Linked DNA regions of Gossypium hirsutum: all the other regions are linked to region 2. The links are chromatin contacts, called in public Hi-C maps. All regions are on one chromosome and are shown on one strand. The core of a region is the stretch at or near the end of the contact, and the rest is flanking DNA. Distances in the headings are between cores, read along the strand shown.

What was found. Hi-C and Micro-C count contacts between places; a contact is called where the count stands out from the background.
Region 1: a Hi-C map of leaf shows a contact between it and region 2, with 2.5 times the contacts expected there. The contact joins the promoter of LOC107952888 here to the promoter of LOC107952893 in region 2. A contact is called at or near these places in 6 of 34 Hi-C or Micro-C datasets (anther, leaf and petal).
Region 3: a Hi-C map of leaf shows a contact between it and region 2, with 3 times the contacts expected there. The contact joins the promoter of LOC107952891 here to the promoter of LOC107952893 in region 2. A contact is called at or near these places in 10 of 34 Hi-C or Micro-C datasets (anther, callus, leaf and 1 more).

The regions. Positions count from the first base shown.
Region 1 is chrA07:40,611,588-40,614,651 of Gossypium_hirsutum_v2.1, forward strand. It overlaps LOC107952888 (serine/threonine protein phosphatase 2A regulatory subunit B''alpha), which reads left to right and starts at 1,667. Exons shown (of 14, transcript XR_001698979.2): 1 at 1,667-2,470.
Region 2 is chrA07:40,403,249-40,406,508 of Gossypium_hirsutum_v2.1, forward strand. LOC107952893 (dolichyl-diphosphooligosaccharide--protein glycosyltransferase subunit 2) reads right to left here and starts at 1,297. Exons shown (of 20, transcript XM_016888095.2): 1 at 1,157-1,297; 2 at 852-997; 3 at 21-213. The coding sequence starts at 994.
Region 3 is chrA07:40,536,719-40,539,755 of Gossypium_hirsutum_v2.1, forward strand. It overlaps LOC107952891 (casein kinase 1-like protein 6), which reads left to right and starts at 1,497. Exons shown (of 14, transcript XM_016888093.2): 1 at 1,497-2,453; 2 at 2,564-2,604. The coding sequence starts at 2,378.

The DNA of each region.
Region 1 (3,064 bases), core at 417-2,916, 210 kb after region 2:
ACAGAAGATCACACTATCTAGATTATCTCCGGTAGCTTTTGTAAATTTCCTTTTTGATTTATATGGCATGTATAAGGTTTGATGATTATATAAATGCTAAGACTTGTTTAATGAATATGCATTAAAGTAAATAATGATGAATATGTTAAATGGTATAATTATAATAGAAGTATAATTTGGTATCAAATTAGTTGGTTGGATTGGTCTCGGTTTTAAAATTTGCAAGGAAGGTTAGATATTTATAAAGGGGTTATATTGAGCTTATAAATTAAAAAAAAACTTTGGGATTTTGCAAAAAATTCCCTATGATTTCGATTTAATTCTGGTTTGGTCCCGAAGTATGTTTTGGGCTTTGGAGGCCCAAATAAAGGACGTCATGACATGTTTTAGTAAATGAACAGTATTTAACTCGTAATAACAGAAAATTAATTCGGTAAACTCCGGTAATGCCTTGTACCCTATTCCGGCTACGAATACGGTAAGGGCTGTTACATGTAAAATTTTGAACCGATCCGATATCTCTACCATATCGATCTAAAATACTCTATATATTAATATATGATCAATGGTTGAATTTTTTTTATATAAAACAACTAGCTAGAAGTTTTAAATTTACATCAAATCTGACAAACATAATCTACATGAACTTACCATAAAATATAACGGTTGAATCATTAAACTATTAATCATATAGATAATTATGTAAGTGTGTAAAACTATTTTAATTTTTACACTGTGTAAGTGGATCTCTCCCCATTATAATAATATTGATTATATATTATTTAGGAAGATTATTTATTGATTACGATATATCATATTTTATAGTTTGTACAAATAGTTATAATTATTAGGAATTTTTATTTGTACTATATTTATGGAATAAAAAATACTAAAAAACCTATCACACGTGTATGTAACCATAAAATTAAAACACAAATATGTGTTTAAAAATAATATACAATAAATAATGTAACTTATGGAGGTAATAGAGTCTACATAAATAAAATAAAAATGTATAATAGTATTAAAATAAAGTTTTAATTGATGGTAAATTAAATGTTTTATTGATGCAATCGACGTGAGTTTGAATACCATTATATGCATATTTTTATTGATTTTTTTAGTGAAAATACTAAAATATCATCGAACAATATTACTTATTTTAATTACAAAAAGACATTCATATAATTTTCTAACCTATTTGTATCCGATTAACTCGTGGCACCAACTCGATTAGGAGTTTAAATAATAATATAGATATAACTACTTGAGGTAATAGATTGAGCTTAATAAAATTAAAATATATAAAAATATTAAAATGAAGTTTTAGTTGAATGGTATATTAATGCAATTAGCATGGATTCAAATATCATAATATGTATATTTTTATTAATTTTTTAAAATAAAAAAATTAAAACATCCTCAAATTATATTATTTATTTTAATTACATAAAGACATTCCCGTAATTTCTTAAGTAGGTTGCTGTCAAAACTAACATATCCTCAATATTATTTATATCAATGGAGTTGATGTGTATATATTATTTTAAATGAGGGTTGATGAAACCATGTAGACCGTATAAACATCCGTATCTATGAATTGACCTCCACGCGCTTTGTTCGCTTTTTACTGTTTAAGTTCGGAATAGGAAAAAAAAATTATATCTTTTATCTTTCATCCTTCTTCGCTGCAGCTTCCTATTCCTTTTAGTTTCCCCTATGTCCACTCTCTCTGTAATAAAATCAAATGCTAATAATAATACTTTGATTTCTCTGCTCCTGTTTTCTTCCTCTCTCCGTTTCTTTTTAATTTTTAAAACCATTCCCTCCTTTTAATCAAATTCACGTCAAATCTCATTATCTTCTTGGCATTTTTAAGTTTTTTTTCCGCACTGAAAGTTAACGGAAAGTACTCGAGAATTTATCAGTTTCTCTTTTTGGAAGTAAAACAGGCTAAATTCTTTCGAGACTCTTCGAAGGATTTGGTATTTCAGTTTATTCATAACGCCGGCAGCTAGGGTTTTGGAGAACGGCGTATTTTAAACGGTTACGTTTCTACTTCCGTTGAAGAAAAAAAGGATTTTACCGTCTTTTTTCCTTAACTCTTTGGAGCAAGATTTTGTAATTAGTTCCACGGTATCGTCAATTTACCATATCATTTCGGAGCGTGTTCTTTTTCCCAGTTAGAGAAATCTTCGAAGTGGCGTTGATTTCTTTTTGCTGTTGCATTTGAAGAATTTGAAAGAGTTACAAGTTTTAGGGTGTTTATTTTTATTTAGTGCTGTTTGATAAGGTAGGCGAGATGTCATTATCTATAAAGATGGATATTGATGCAGTGGAGGATGTTACTTGTTTGGACCCTGAGCTTTTGCAGCTTCCTGATGTTTCTCCATTTGCACTAAAAGCCAGTCCTCAACTTGTAGAGGACTTTTTCTCTCAGTGGCTTTCGCTTCCTGGGACCGGCCACCTGGTACTGCTTTTGTAACTAAACTATAGTTGCTATTGATTTGTTAGTAATTTTTAATTACTTCGGTATTAGAATTTGTTTTCAACTTTAGTTGGCTGCCCATTGTTGAATAAAACGTCCAATGCTGCGAATTGTTGTCATTTGAAATTTAGTTTACCTTAGTTCATTCGAATTAATAACAATGATGATGTCTTTGAAGCCGACTGGTGTAGTGAACCAATGATCAGTGCAGGTTTCAGTGAATGGATGGTCACGAAGGCATCACACCTAATAAAATACATATGAATAAAATGACTTTATTTATGAGGATTGGGTGGGTACAAAAACTGCTTATCTCAATGAACTGACATATATAACTTCAACATTAAAAAGGTGGTGAATGATATTGATACATTATCATTCTGTGCATCATTCTCTGTGCGGGATGAGGAGATAATATCACTGTGGTTTAATAGGTAAACAGAGGCGAGCAAGTAAGTGCAAACATAGATTTATTACAGCCAAGAACGAATACCTTTGATGGTCCACTCATAGTCATGGAGTATCTTATTTGGTGGTTTTATGCTACCAAATGGAAGTCCTCATATATTATTTCCA
Region 2 (3,260 bases), core at 47-2,546:
TGTAACAAATTCAAATAAACCTTAGAAGCTTTCTTGTCAATCTTGCATTCCGCTATACTATTTGCTTTTAAAGCATAGAAAAGATCCTTTGCAGTCGATGAAGATGACCCAACAGTTTCAGAAATTGAGCGGCAAGCTGTAGCTGTTAAATCAGGCTTCTTTTCAATTCCAAGAATCTGAAATGTTCTTAGTGCCTCATATGTTTCTTCCAAGCTGTTTAGATCAATTATATCAAATGAGATACCTCCAAAAACCTCATTCTCATAGGTCTCTTGTCTACTTCCAGTTCAAACAAAGGAAAAACTAAAATTGCAAATTTCTCATCACTGAAACTTTTCTTTAAAATGTTGAAGTTTAGATAAGGTGTTGTTTTATAAACGGGAAAAAGAATTACGTAATAGATTTTTAGTATTGAATTTATAACCACTGAATATGCATTACGAAAAGATGGTAAATAAATGTACATATTGATAATCATTAATTTCACAAATTTAGTTTCATTAACATGACATTTCACTTTATACTGGATAACTCAAAACAAAAATTATTACTTTAAAGATATCGCATTTTGTAATTAAAGATAGATGTAATTGAATTTAAACACAAGTTCTTTTAGAAATAAATATTAGCATAGTATAAATAGCCTCACCACCTAATTATCACAACATGAATTGAGTTATCAAACGAAAAAATTAAACCACTGAAAATATTTCTCTTTCAATATGTTATCAAACACATCCAAAGTTGACCTTCAACGGTAGCTGTTATGCACTTTCTTCCAATTCCTTTCCTTAACAACCAACGGTTAAATAATGAAATTGTGAGGTCAAAAAATATATATAAAGGCAAACCTTTTGAATGATCCATGGTCGGGAGTGAAGAGTTCAAGAGCGGTAGATCGATGAGAATCGGAGATTGGTTGAAAAAGAAAAGCGGCTTCGCAGATCGATACTACAAGTAACAGAACCAGAAATCCAGCTAGACGTCTGGCCATTTCCTGCAATTAAAATCCAACACATAATCAGCCAACCGCCTAAAAACTGGGAAGGATTTTCACAAATACTAAACTTTTTTTAGGAATTACAAATTAAGAACAGATCGGAAATAATTAGCGAATAAACTACGGTGTATTAGATCGGGAAAAGAGAAAACATACAATAAATGTGAAAGAAACTCGTCCCTTCTTGGGTGAAGTCTTCGCAGTCTTTGCTGTGCGCCAGATGAGTGAGTTTGGCCGAGCTAGGAAAGTAAGAAGTAGTAGGGAGAAAAGTGAAATTATCGTTTTGTCAAGGTTTAAGTTGAATTTATCCCGTTTGTCCCGGTGATATTTCAGTCTAGGCCCAAAATATTAAGGTCAAGATAGGCCCGAACTTCAACTAACCCATTAGCCTTAAATTTTCTTTTAAGGTAAACAGTCCGTTACTCAACAAACTATAGATAAGTATTCATTTAATTCACTTATTAAAAAAATTACAAGTTGGCCATTAAATTATTTAAAAAATTAATTAACGTCATTAGACAGTTAAAATTGATATTATATGATTTTTTTATGCGTACTGTCTACATAATCGAAAGCATTCTTATTTACAGTTCAATTTTTTTCATGAAACAATTTTGAATATCACGAATCTATAAACTAAAATTCAAACAGTTTTTTTCTCTAATTCCAAAATTGACCGCCAAATTGACTTAGGTATAAGATATATTTTTCTACTTACTGATGGGTACTGATTCACTGTAGCGATCATCGAATCGTTGCTTGGAACTCACTAGCGAAATTCAAAAAAAAATTTTAACAGCTCAATGACTTAAATAAAATTTTTTTAATAGTTCAAAGACTTAAATAAAAATTTTTGAATAATTCAGTAACCAAATTTTAACTTTTTTTAATTAAGTAACCAAAACAAAAAAAACTTACCTATAATTTAATGACTAACTATATAATTTACATTTATTTTTAATACCCTAATCCATAATTTATATCTATAATATAATATAGTATAATACACCCCACCCTTTTTCATGTGTATGTTTTTCAGGCCTATTCCCATGAGAACTTACCAAATATATATAATATATAATATATACGGTATATAAAAGTATGGATTTAGAAAAAAAAATCGACAAAAATGCATTTTTTTGTTCTTTATATTATTAAATTGATATTTAAAAAATAAATTTTTATATTTTAATGTATAAAAATTTATTCATTTAAACTATATAATTGAGATGAAATTGAATTCAAAATATTAAGAATATGCTAAATTAATTAATTTTCAGTTTTCTTTAGTAATTTGGAGTAAGAGTGGAGTTGCTAGGGAATGAATCTAAGCTTTCATATCATAACACAAATACATTTGTGTTATTAGATCAAGAAATTGATGACATTAATAATTTTTAATTTTATTTAAACTCAAATTTGTAAAGATATTTTGTTAAGAGTTTAATTAATATTTGATTTATTCTATATTTAGTTAGTTATTAAGAGTTTAACTAATATTTTATGTATCTTTATTTAGTTAAATAAATGGTAGACTTTATCTTTAAGATTTTGAATAAAATTATAACACATTTTTTGCTAAGTTTTAATGGGGATAAGTCTGAAAAACAGACACATGAAAAAAGGTCGAGTCTTTCTTCTTCTTTTAATCGCAAATTAATAGAATTAATTAGAGGAGCAGACGTATTCCATCATTTTTTTTTATTTTCTCCTTTTTCAGATTTTAATTTATAAAAGTTGTTTTATTTTACATTGTTATTTCTTTTATTATAAATACTTAAATTTTATTCTAGCTAAAGCTGAAAAAAATTCAATGTTTAAATTGTGAGATACAATGAAAAAGTTTTTTTTAATTAAAATATCATCTTTTATAGAATAATATTTGGTAACAAGTCTAGCTTTATATCGTTTAATATTACTGTGGAGTTATGCTTCCTATTTTTTGATTTTTCTTCTTTCACCTAAATTTCAATTAGTGTAGGTTATTTTAATATTAGTTTCCTATCTAAACTTTGATTAGTGTAGGTTATTTTAATATTAGTTTCCTACCCAGTGTGTATGTTTTGAGTTTCTTATTTTGGGTCTTGGGGTTTAGTTTTATCTCTATCTTTTGTACTCTTCGTTTTTTCCGTTTTAGTAAAATTATCTTTACTTGTGGTTTTTTATCCTCTTCGAAGAGATTTTTGCACGAAAAATATTTGTGTTCGATCTTTTCAATTTTTTTGTTATTTTACTTATTCGTTACTTAAACCGAGTTTAT
Region 3 (3,037 bases), core at 247-2,746, 130 kb after region 2:
TAACTTAAAATACTTAATAATTATAAAAAAATTGTAATAAAAAAATAATAAGGGATAATAAATACAATATTTGGCTCATGTATAATAAAAATTAAGCTTAGAACTCGAACCCAATATGAAATGCCTAAGCTTGTGGGATTGATTAAGGGTCCTTTAACATTCTCCAGATTGGCTTCTCATCATAGATTGAGAGTTTAGACCCACGAATAAAATTAATCCCTTCTAATTCATCATTGCTCCAAAATCTATCGTCTTGAAGCTTCAACTCTTCTTCTCGAATTTTTTTGTGATAAAGTCTTGAACGAATAAATTAAGGTTTGATTTTAACTGTTTGAATTTGGATCTCATGATTGGCCTTGAGGTAAACTAGGCCAATCTCTATTATGACCTTTGAATTGGGGCCGAGCTATTTATATCAAGCGCACTTTTGCAATGATAAGGAGAAAGCTTAAAAGACTGAGTCAGACTCTTGAGTCTCAGATAGAACCCAAACACGTCCGGTCAGGCGTCAGAGCTTCTCTGCTTAAGACCCCTATGTCTTCTTTTCCCCCCTTTTTATTAAAAAGAAAAACTTTATTCACGGTTTAACCCTTAAACTATACTCATTTTCTTATATTGTTCCTAATTTTTTTTATCTCATTTTGGTTATTGAACTATAGTTCCGTTATACTTTTTAGCTCCTTTCATTAACGGTGTTAAAAAACAACGACCAATTAGAACATGTCACGTGTCCCGATTAATCGCTGATCTGGACGATGACGTGGTTGTTGGTCGCATTGACCAAATAAAAAAATTGTAAAAATAAAAATAAAATCGTAAAAGAATAGTTAAAAATATATAAAAATTGTAAAAAAACATTTAAATTATTTAAAAGTGATAATTGTAAAAAAATATTAAAAATAATAGAACATTATTTATTTTTTAATTATTAGAAACTTTAAATAATTAATCAAAATTATAAATAATTAACAAATCAAATTATTCTTCTTTGTCTTCGTCGTCGTCTTATAAATCAATTTTCTCTGCAAATTTCAAAAGAATAAAAGGAGATTTTCTATGTTGTCATCTGATTTCTTTTCTTAATTTATTTTGGTATTATTATTTTCATATTCGCGATTATGAAAAAGTAACAACATATTATTCGATTAAAAAATTATAAAAATTATTTAAGAATTTTGAAATTGTCAATGCCACTGATTCACAATTTTTAAATTAATTTTAAAATTAAATATTATTTACAATTTTTTAAATAATTTTCTCAATTTTTAATAATATTTACATATTTTAATGTTTTATAATTTTTAATAACTTTTTTACAATTTTAAAATATTTTTTATAATTTTTTAGTCTAATCAGCACACAGTGAATATGATCAATGACCACGTCATGGTCCACATCAATGGGGACACGTGGTGTGTTATGATTGGTTTTTTGTAAAACCGTTAACAGCATCAAAATGGAATAAAAAATGAATTTAAGTACCAATAGAAGAAAATGAGTGTAGTTCAGGGGTCTAGCCGAAAAAAAAGGTAGGTCTGGACTTTCAATTAATAAGGGAAAGAAAAAACAATTATAAAACCTTTTGTTTCTTTTCCTTTTCCCCTATTTTTACTAGTCAATCTGCTTCACTTTCACTCACTTTCCTTGTGCTTTCCTCGTTAACATACGCCTTGAAAACTGTTTTTTACTTTCTTTTTTTATTTTACATTTATCTTGAAATACTGTTTTTGCTTATTTCATCTGATTTAATATTTTCGGTCATTTCCGTTCTTCCAACAATTTTTTTTTTTAATTGCAGTTGGATTCTTTTTTTTGGCTGTTGATTCATCCTCTAAATCTTCTCAGGTCAATGTAGCTGGGTTTTTCTCCTAAATTACAATTTTCGTTTCAAATTGGGGATTTTGCTATCAAACTATGTAGTTGAGGATCCTGGAGCCTTTGTAGTAGTAGTAATAATAATAAAACCCTCTTTCTACATTTACCGGGCTTAGATTGAAATCTCCAGTTTTATTTATTTATTTTTATTTTTACGTTTCTAGCATTATTATCACAAGGATTTCCTTTTTCTTCTTTTGGTCAAAAACTTAGATTCATTTTATTTTATTTTGAGGCTTTTATCCCCGCTGATTATTCAAGCAAAGTGTTTTTTCCCCTATTTCCTTTAGTTGATTTATTGGAAGCTTCGAGTTTTCAGTTTGGTAAGTCGAGTTTGAGAGTGTGTTGGATTAGTGGGTAATAAGTGCCGACTTTGACACAGATCTGAGTTAAAATAACCAACATTAAGCTCTTTGGGGGTATTGGGTATTGTTGAAGAAAATTGTGGGGTATTGGGTATTGTTAAAGAAAATTGTTCTCTTTTGTTTTTTCCTACTTGAGAATGGATCATGTGATTGGTGGTAAGTTCAAGCTTGGAAGAAAGATTGGCAGTGGCTCTTTTGGAGAGCTTTATTTGGGTATGAGAATCCAAATCTCTTACATGGCTTTCTCTTTTCTTTTTATGGAAAATCTATTGTCTCTTTGTCAGCATTGTAACTTTCTTCTTCTAATTTTTTTTCTATTGAAGGGGTAAATGTGCAAACTGGAGAGGAAGTTGCTGTCAAACTGGTATGCGATATCCTCTTGATGATTTGTTTTTTTTTTATTGTGTCTTTTGTTAGTCTGCTGCCGATGGTTTACTTGCTAGCTGCGGTTGTCAACTTGTAATGGTGATTTGGGGACGTTGAATAGCTATAAATAAAGCTGTCTCTAGATTTTCATATGCGTGCTGCGTGGTTGTTTTCACTTACTGACTTGTCTTTCTCAAAAAATCAAAAATAGAAAGAAAAAAATGTTGGCTATTATTCTTACTTATCTTCCTGTTTTCTGTTTTTTCAGAATTACAAACCTTTGGACTTGTATTGCTTTAGATTTTGGGCATATGGCTAGAAAAAAATGATCAAGAGTAGGCTCTTCAGTCATTATTTTGTTCTTAAAAATTAAGATGTTATGCATGAACACTCCTCAATTTGTGCAAGGAAATGTCACTTGTCCAGGAAAA